Regions from separate parts of the Mus musculus genome. Here region 1 is linked to region 2. A link is a contact called in public promoter capture Hi-C data. All regions are on one chromosome and are shown on one strand. The core of a region is the stretch at or near the end of the contact, and the rest is flanking DNA. Distances in the headings are between cores, read along the strand shown. Region 1 holds the start of Med20 (mediator complex subunit 20). Region 2 holds the start of Polh (polymerase (DNA directed), eta (RAD 30 related)).

What was found. Capture Hi-C pulls out chosen DNA fragments and counts their contacts.
Region 1: a promoter capture Hi-C map of liver shows a contact between it and region 2, with 2.7 times the contacts expected there. The contact joins the promoter of Med20 here to the promoter of Polh in region 2. A contact is called at or near these places in 1 of 39 promoter capture datasets (liver), 1 of 115 datasets of contacts at active chromatin or transcription factors (astrocytes) and 2 of 9 other capture datasets (adipose tissue and liver).

Annotation. Positions count from the first base shown.
Region 1 is chr17:47,610,240-47,614,020 of GRCm38.p6, forward strand. It overlaps Med20 (mediator complex subunit 20), which reads left to right and starts at 1,346. Exons shown (of 4, transcript NM_020048.4): 1 at 1,346-1,453; 2 at 2,724-2,878. The coding sequence starts at 1,440. Bysl (bystin-like) reads right to left here and starts at 1,253. Exons shown (of 7, transcript NM_016859.3): 1 at 668-1,253. The coding sequence starts at 932. It overlaps Gm20517 (predicted gene 20517), which reads left to right and starts at 1,346. Exons shown (of 9, transcript NR_157366.1): 1 at 1,346-1,453; 2 at 2,724-2,878.
Region 2 is chr17:46,201,086-46,205,318 of GRCm38.p6, forward strand. It overlaps Polh (polymerase (DNA directed), eta (RAD 30 related)), which reads right to left and starts at 1,556. Exons shown (of 11, transcript NM_030715.4): 1 at 1,312-1,556. It overlaps Xpo5 (exportin 5), which reads left to right and starts at 1,726. Exons shown (of 32, transcript NM_028198.3): 1 at 1,726-1,940; 2 at 3,570-3,691. The coding sequence starts at 1,836.

The DNA of each region.
Region 1 (3,781 bases), core at 96-2,595, 1.4 Mb after region 2:
GACATGAAATCTGGGATACCCACCATGTAGAATTAATGTTCATCTGCTTTTTTGTTTAAATAGAAATATCATCACTTTTTTCCTCTCTCTTGAGAGACAGGGCTCGTTAATCTGAAATTTACTATATAGCCAAGAAGGTCTTCTGCCTTGCTTCTCGAGTGCTGGGATTACAGGTGAGCCTCGCCACTCCTGCTTGGAATATGTAACTCTATTTAATGGGTGCCTTGAGCTAGACTTCCGGTGTTATCAGGAGGAACGAATATCTTATTTCTGTATCAAAACTGCCTAAAAACTTAACACAGCTCAAAACATTATGCAGGCAGTCCACAAATACTTCAAACGCCCAGAGGATAAATAAATAAATGCTAGACCACCAGGTGGTGGTGGTACCCGCCTTTACTTGGGAGGCAGAGGCAGGCAGCTTTATGAGTTCGAGGCCAGCCTGGTCTACAAAGTGAGTTCCAGGACAGCCAGGGCTATACAGAGAAACCCTGTCTCGAAAAAAACCTAAAATAAAATAATGCTAGAACTGGTGTGAGAGATCACTTTTCGTTGGCTTAACTCTGAATTCTGGAATTCAGGAGTGGAAGTGGAGGAACACGCCGGTAAAGTATTCTGATGGGGTGTCAGACCGGCCCAACTCACGACTCCACCCCTTGTCACTCACCCAGCCGCGTGGCGCGCTCTCGCGGTGGTGCTGACCGATCACCAGCCCCATGGTCAGTTTCGAGCTCCTCCTGCTGTTGTCTGGCTTGCTGCAAAATCCGTCTGCTTAGCCGGGGTCCCACATACTCTTCCTCCTCTTCGACCTCACGCCCCCGCCGTTTTTCTCGGGTCCCCGCGCGCACTGCGTTCCCAGCCAGGATCTGCTCGGCCAGAGGTGCATGCTTCTCCCGATTGCTGGCCCCACGTGTCACCTTGAATTTGGGCATTTTGGCCGAAAAAATTGCCCACCAGGTTCACACGTGTGAAGCCGGCTAAAAAGCCGATACTGCGCTTGCGCTGTGTGTTCCGATCGCCAAGAGGCCACTGAGAGATCACAGTGCCCCCCAGCGTTAGGAGGCCGGAAGTTCCTCATCTATTACTCTCAGGAAGAGCTTCGGGACCTATAGCAGGAGCCCCCAAATTCTCAGGTAATCTCATTAGAAAGGTGGATGTCCAAGTCACCCTTTTCCAGAATTCATGAAAGTAGCCTAGGGCGTCCTGTCAACCCGTTGGACGCCTTGGGGGCGGAGCCGAGTCGATGACGTTCTAGAAATGTCACCACTGGGTACCAGAGATGGCGCTCCCTGTGGGCGTGTCGCCGCGGCGCTCAGTATTTGCGCATTTCCGGCGGTCGATCAACGACTGCTTCCTGTGTTTAGGGGGCCGCCGTTCGCGTGAAGGTCTGGAGTCTCTGAGTTCGAGGGTTTGGAGGCGCCACCTTTTGATCCTTCGCTATGGGAGTGACGTGGTAGGACTTGAAGGGCTTCTGTGGTGACGGAGCATATAGGGTCGTGAAGGTGTCTGTGGGCCTGTGATGGCCCGGGGAAAGGGATTTTGACCGAGGTTCTCGGTTCCTCGGGGGGCTGACCAAGATGTCTTCCGGTTGTGTGGATGGGGGACACTGCGTGGGACTTCTCTCTTCCCAGACACACCCCTTTGGCAAAGGGAGCAGCGCATCCCTAGGACCCGCCAGGAGTTGTACCTTTTTCTTGGTACCTCTTCCTGTCCTTGAGGCCTTGTAGTGTCGCTACTAGCACCCAAAGGTTAGAAATAGGGTTTCTAGATTAGGAGTTGTTCGCAGAAAGGGATAAGAGTGGCGCGAGGAGAAAGTGACTTTTCTATTTTGCTTGCAGTTACAGACTTTGAATTGGCCATTTTAAGGTGTTGGGGCTAGTGACAGAGGTAGGAGGAAAGGAGCGGTTGGGAGTTTGGAGTTCGGAGTACCAGGCAGAGACAATTTTTCGAGCTGGGTGTCTCACTGTGTAGGCTTGGGAGGCCCGGAACTCACTCTGTAGAACAGGCTGGACTCGAATTCACAGAGATCCACCTGCCTCTCTCTGCCTCTCAAGCGCACGGATGAAACGGACGCGAGCCACCATCGCCTGGGCTTCAGACAGTTTTGATTGACTTTTATCTTAAACATGTTTGAAGTCTCACTTGATAAAAAGGCAGTTGGTAAGGTTTGGGCACCGTGCTTTTCTGGGTATTAATTTTAAAGTACTCGGCCTCAGCACTTAAAAGTCTTGGTAGTGGTGTGCTTCTTTCCAGTTAAAGAAGCTTGGAGGCCAGGGGCCACAGGTCTGCCCTGTGAAAGGAAGGCTCTTGCCACAGTTGACACTAGGAGCCTCATCTCATACTTCTACCCTACTGTAAAGAATGCCTGTGAGCAATGAAGACAGATCACAGCAGAGTCATTTAGAGTTCAGTTTCCCTGTTTGCAGTAAGTTGATACAGGACAGGGCCTTTCCTGGGGCCTTTGGAAGAGTCAGGCAATCCATCTGAGGGCTGATGCCTTTGATTCCAACATTTGGGAGGCAGAGTCAGGCAAGTTTCTGTGAATTCCAGGCCAGCCTGGTCTACCAAGTGAGTTCCAGGAACTCTTGGGGACTGATGGGTGGGGATCAGAGATGTCTAAGTAACTCCTAGCCCTGCTGATCCGTTACCTGTTGGGGAATTGAGTGGCTTAGCCAGAAGCTCTGTGTCTCTGGACCCTGCTGACTTGGCGTTGTGTTTCTCAGTGTGTCCCAGATGCCTGTGGCTGAGGGCAAGAGTCTCCAGCAGACAGTGGAGCTCCTCACCAAGAAACTGGAGATGCTTGGAGCAGAGAAACAAGGGACATTTTGTGTGGACTGTGAGACTTACCACACAGCTGCCTCTACCCTGGGCAGCCAAGGTCAGTAGATGGCTGAGAGCAGATGGGAGGAGCATGGCTTAGAGTATTTACGTTAATGGATCTGCTTGCTTTTCTGTCAAGGGTAGCGGTCCTGACTGAGGCAGGATGTGTTTGTGGCCTCATTCGTTCTTGGTCCATCTTATATTATGGTGGTCAGTTTGCAGTTTGATCTATTTGTTTAAAGATTTGTTTTTATTTTCAAATGTGTGTGTGTACAAGCACTTGTGCCCCTGTGTGTGGCTATATGCACACAAGTGTGGGTGCTTATGGAGGCTAGAGGTATCAGATCCTCTGGAGCTAGAGTCACAGGTAGTTATGAGCTTTCTGCTGATATGGGTACTGGGAACTAAACTTGGGTTCAAGGCCAGCCTAGGCTAGAGACTGAGAACCTTTCTTAGGAAACAAGAATTGTACACAATAACGGGAAGCACTTACTTCATTAAAGAATAGTGTTGGGGCTGAAGCAGCTCAGCAGTTGAGAACACTGGCTGGTTTTCTAGAAGCCAGGGTTTCATTCCCAGAGCCCATATGGCAGCTCACAGTTTTTGACTCTAGTCCTAGGGAATCCAGTGCCCAGTGCCCATAGTCTCTGGATACACTGTAGCTATACAGATGGTTGTGAGTCTTCATGTGGTTGTTGGGAATTGAATTTAGGACCTCTGCTCCGGTCGGCCGTGCTTGCTCAGGTCCAAAGATTTATTTATTAAGTACACTGTTACTGTCTTCAGACACACCAGAAGAGGGCATCAAATCTCATTATGCGTGATTGTGAGCCACCTTGTGGTTGCTGGGATTTGAACTCAGTACCTTCAGAAGAGCAGTCAGTGCTCTTGCTCGCTGAGCCATCTTGGCAGCTCACTCACATAGTCTTTGGCTGCCTTTGCAAAGTTTCAAGGCAGTACA
Region 2 (4,233 bases), core at 306-2,805:
AACACAGACACACATAAATGAAGAAGATAATCTAACACTATGTAAATATCCCGTTTCTCTGCAAATTTTCAATAACTATGCAACTATGAATAGATCCGACCTGTGAGGACTACTTTGTGATGTTTAGTGATTTTCTATTTGTGCAATTTCTTTTTTTGTTTTCAAGAATGGTTCTGAATGCCATGTAGTCCAAATCGGCCTCAAAACTTGCTCTGCATCCAAGGATGAGCCCCGAGCTGCTTGCTCCTCCCACCAAACGCTGAGATGACGCAGACAGTCTTAAAGGCTCTCGAGACAATTCCAATGTGCAGTAGCTTTGCATACCAATGGCCTATCACAAATAATACTTTACAGAAACACAGGAAATTCATGATTTAAATACAAGAAACAGGTTATACAGATGAGTGAGCTAGCACCCAACTGTAACTTTAAACAGTTATTTTTCAAATAAACAATCACATTGAAAACAGTGCCAAGCAACTACTACTACAAAGCTGCAAAATTACTGTAAAGAAAATAATTAAGAAGATACTGAATGTTCAAAGCATTAACACCTTACAAATCTCGCCCCTCACCTAAAACAAAATGATCGTACGTTTAGAAACCTTTTACACTTAAGTCAGGCGTCCTTGTGCTCTGGCGTGGCTTTTCTGTAGTACTGGAACAGATAAAGCTAGAAGGTGGCAAATGTATTGTCGCAATCAATACAGGATAAGTACCATATTCAATATAAATATCAGAGGTAAAACTGGAAGCGAAGCTGTGATTTAAGGGCAACAATTTACTAAGTGGAAAAACACCTCCTAAAACATATGCAGGATAAGAGATGATACAGCCTTAAGTCTTTTATGTGTTCCTTTCGTACTTTTATGTATTGGCAAAGTCTGCACAATGCCAAAACGTAAAAGACTACGTAAATTTGGGATGGGTTTTGTTTCGTGAGGCAGGGTCTCACTTTGCAGCTCAGTCTGGCCTCAAACTGGAAGCAATCCTCCTGCCTCAGCCTCCCAGAGGTATAGTTGGGATGCGTTTTCCAACATCTCAGTTCATCCCATTCTGTACAAAAGCACGTTTGGGAGTCGGTCGTGTAGTAAGACGCACGAGAAAATATGGACCAGTGAAGAGGAAGGTTTAAAAATTACAAGAAAAACTCTTTCTACAAGAAAACTCTCCTTAGAGACACTCTTAGAGCCTTCTCTCCCAGTAAGCATGCTTTTCATTTCGGCCCAGTCACCCCCAAGTAAAAGCGACAGCCAAGGCTTCAAAAGCCATCCGATATAGCGATCCCGAGCCGTGTTTTAATGTCCTTACCAAGGCGACACCTGTCAAAACTGCCAAGAGCGAAGCTGCGGGCTCCGGGCGGAGTCCAATGACAGCGTCTAGATGTCGTCGTCGCCTTCCCAGGAGCAAGTGAGTGTAATCTGATAACACAGATCCGAGTAGGTAGCCCTAGGCTCCCGCCGAGCCAACAGCCCTTCCAGCCTGCAGGTTTACGCCCCACAGCAAGCCCAGAGGAAATTTGGAGTTCAGCACCGCGCGCGCCGCGAGGGACGGTTGACGCGCCTGCGCACCGCGGAACTTCCGTTCCCCAGCCCCGCCCCGCCAGGCGCGGCCGTCACCCGAAGCGGCCACTTCCGCGCGCGCATGCGCCGTGGCGGCTCCGGCGCATGCGCAGCGCTGGGTTCTTCCCAGCTCCAACTTCTGGGACTCACGCTCCTCCCTCCCGTTTCCCCACCCCCAGCCCGCCGCGGCCCGGTATCAACGTGTGGTCCCGCCAGGGGAACTGTGCGTAACCTCGTGCTCCCGGGACGCCGGTGGGGTTCCCGGCTCTAGCCATGGAGATGGAGCAAGTGAACGCGCTGTGCGAGGAGCTAGTGAAAGCGGTGACGGTCATGATGGACCCCAGCTCTACCCAGCGCTACCGGCTGGAAGCCCTCAAGGTAGCTGGGGTCCTGGCGGCCTGGGCCTGCCCCGAGAACCCTATCCCAGGCTTCCCTCACGGCCTCTCCAAACTCAGTTTGTCTCCTGCCTATGCGGCCTTTGATCTTCCCACTGCCCGTGGGGAGGGTGGCTTCTGGTCGCGGCCCTCACCTCCTCCCACTTGAGTCTTTTCTTGCCTGCGCGCTTGCCTTTGCATCACACGCAAGGGTCCCTAACTGTTGCACATCTCCTCGCCATGTCTCAGTGGCTTTTTTGCCCACTCCTCACTTCTCTTCACTCTAGATCACACCGCGGTCTCCACCCACGCAGGCTGTGCCGGCTCTGACGCCGGGGCAAACCCCACATTCCCTGGCGTTCCGGGAGCGCACGTGCAAATTCCTGCCCCAGTGCCACCTTCATTCTTCCCTGCTGATCACTCCAGACTTGTGCTGATTCTAGATCCCCGTGTGTCCATTTTCTTACATCCTTACATACCTCTATCTTTCGAGTCTTGGCCATCTCTGGGCTAATTTGTGACGCTCCTTCCTCGTTTATACCTGTGAGATAGTCTCCGGCTGTTTTTGCGCGAAGACGAGCTTTACCACCGGCTTTGCATTTATTTGCACCGGGGCACTTTGGTTTCCTGGAAGTAATTCTCTTGCGTCCCGGGTGCTCTCTGCGCCAGGGTCTAGTTCAGCTTTTGCTATTTGGGAACGCTAATACCTTCAACAGAGCTTCTCTCTATTAGAGTAAGCGCCAACATATAGATGTATGTGGCACAGGATTTGGAATCAAACAACTCTGTTTGCTTTGTCTTTGATTGTGAAGAATTTTACATAGGCAAAGAAACAGAGCACCAGAGTGATCCCGAATAGGCCTGTGACCTAAACTCAGATGATACACAGATTTGCTTGTTCACTGACTCCTCCTGGCACCCTTAGTTTTGAAAGCTAATTCTAGGGGTTGACATTCAACTTGTATGGGTATATCTCTAGCATTTTTTTTTGTACTCTCTTAGATCCAGTTTAGTATTAACATGACTAATATCTAAATGGAGAGTGTCAGTATTACTAATCTAGATTTTCGCATCTTAAAAATACAGCTAAAAGGACAGCAGGTAACCCCTGCTACTGGGAAGACTAAGGCAGGGGATACAAAGTCAGGCAGCTATCAGAGTGACTTAGTAAGACCTCCTCTCTCAGACAAAGTAAGCAGAAGAGCCCTGGGAGATGGCATAGAGGGTGGAGCTTTTGGTGCCTGTTTATGGCTGAGGACTGGAATCCAGGTGGAGGGGAGGAAGAGACTGATAAAATAAATCCCTGAGTGGACTCACCAGCCCGTCTAGGCAAATCCTGAGCTCTGGGTTCTCAAAACAGCAGAGAGAAAGACATTCAACTTCAGCTTCTGCCTTCCACTCAAATGTGCAGCTCCATCATCCATGAACATCTGTGTGAAAACACTGCACGCACGCACACACACACCCACCAAAGGGAGAAAACTGAGAATGTAGTGTGGTCGTGATAGCCTTGCATGTGAACAGTTCGGTTCCCAGTTCCACACAAAATCAGATAAGGTTGGACCTTTCTTAGGATTTTTAGTCTCTGTTCTCTCATGCCTCCCCATGGAAATATTAATGTTTCTTCTTTCAGTTTTGTGAAGAGTTTAAAGAAAAATGCCCTATCTGTGTTCCATGTGGCTTGAAGTTGGCTGAAAAAACACAAATTGCCATCGTCAGACATTTTGGCCTTCAGATCCTGGAGCATGTTGTCAAGTAAGGAAGTCTTAGGTACCACCATTGGAGCCTGTAGAAGAGTAGCTTGTTAACCCTTTCATGACCACACAGGTGCTTTCCCCAGTGACTAGAAATGAACAGGATGATCACTAACATGTGGCGAGAACTCGGGATGTTGAGTCTTTCTTCAGTTAAGACATCTATAAAGCGTGTTACACATACTAAGTATTCAACAAGCCAGGCATGGTGGGTCGCATTTATAATGCTTAGCACTGAGGAACTGAAGCAGGAAGATGGCCATAAGTTCAAGCGCTCTTAGGCTACATAGTTCTAATATAGTGGGCTACAAAGTGAAACTTTGTCTCAAGAGCCAAATTTTAAAAAGAAACAGAAAACCTTTTTTGGTTTGTTTTTGAAAAGTAGTTGTATATTATTATAGATGGCTAGATGGGGAAATGCTAATTTGTGACATAAATCCCATATAAATGCTAAGTAATACACTTTATATATGTGTGTGTGTGTATACACACACAGGCACATATGTACATGTATATATATGTATATGCGCATCATGTATGTAC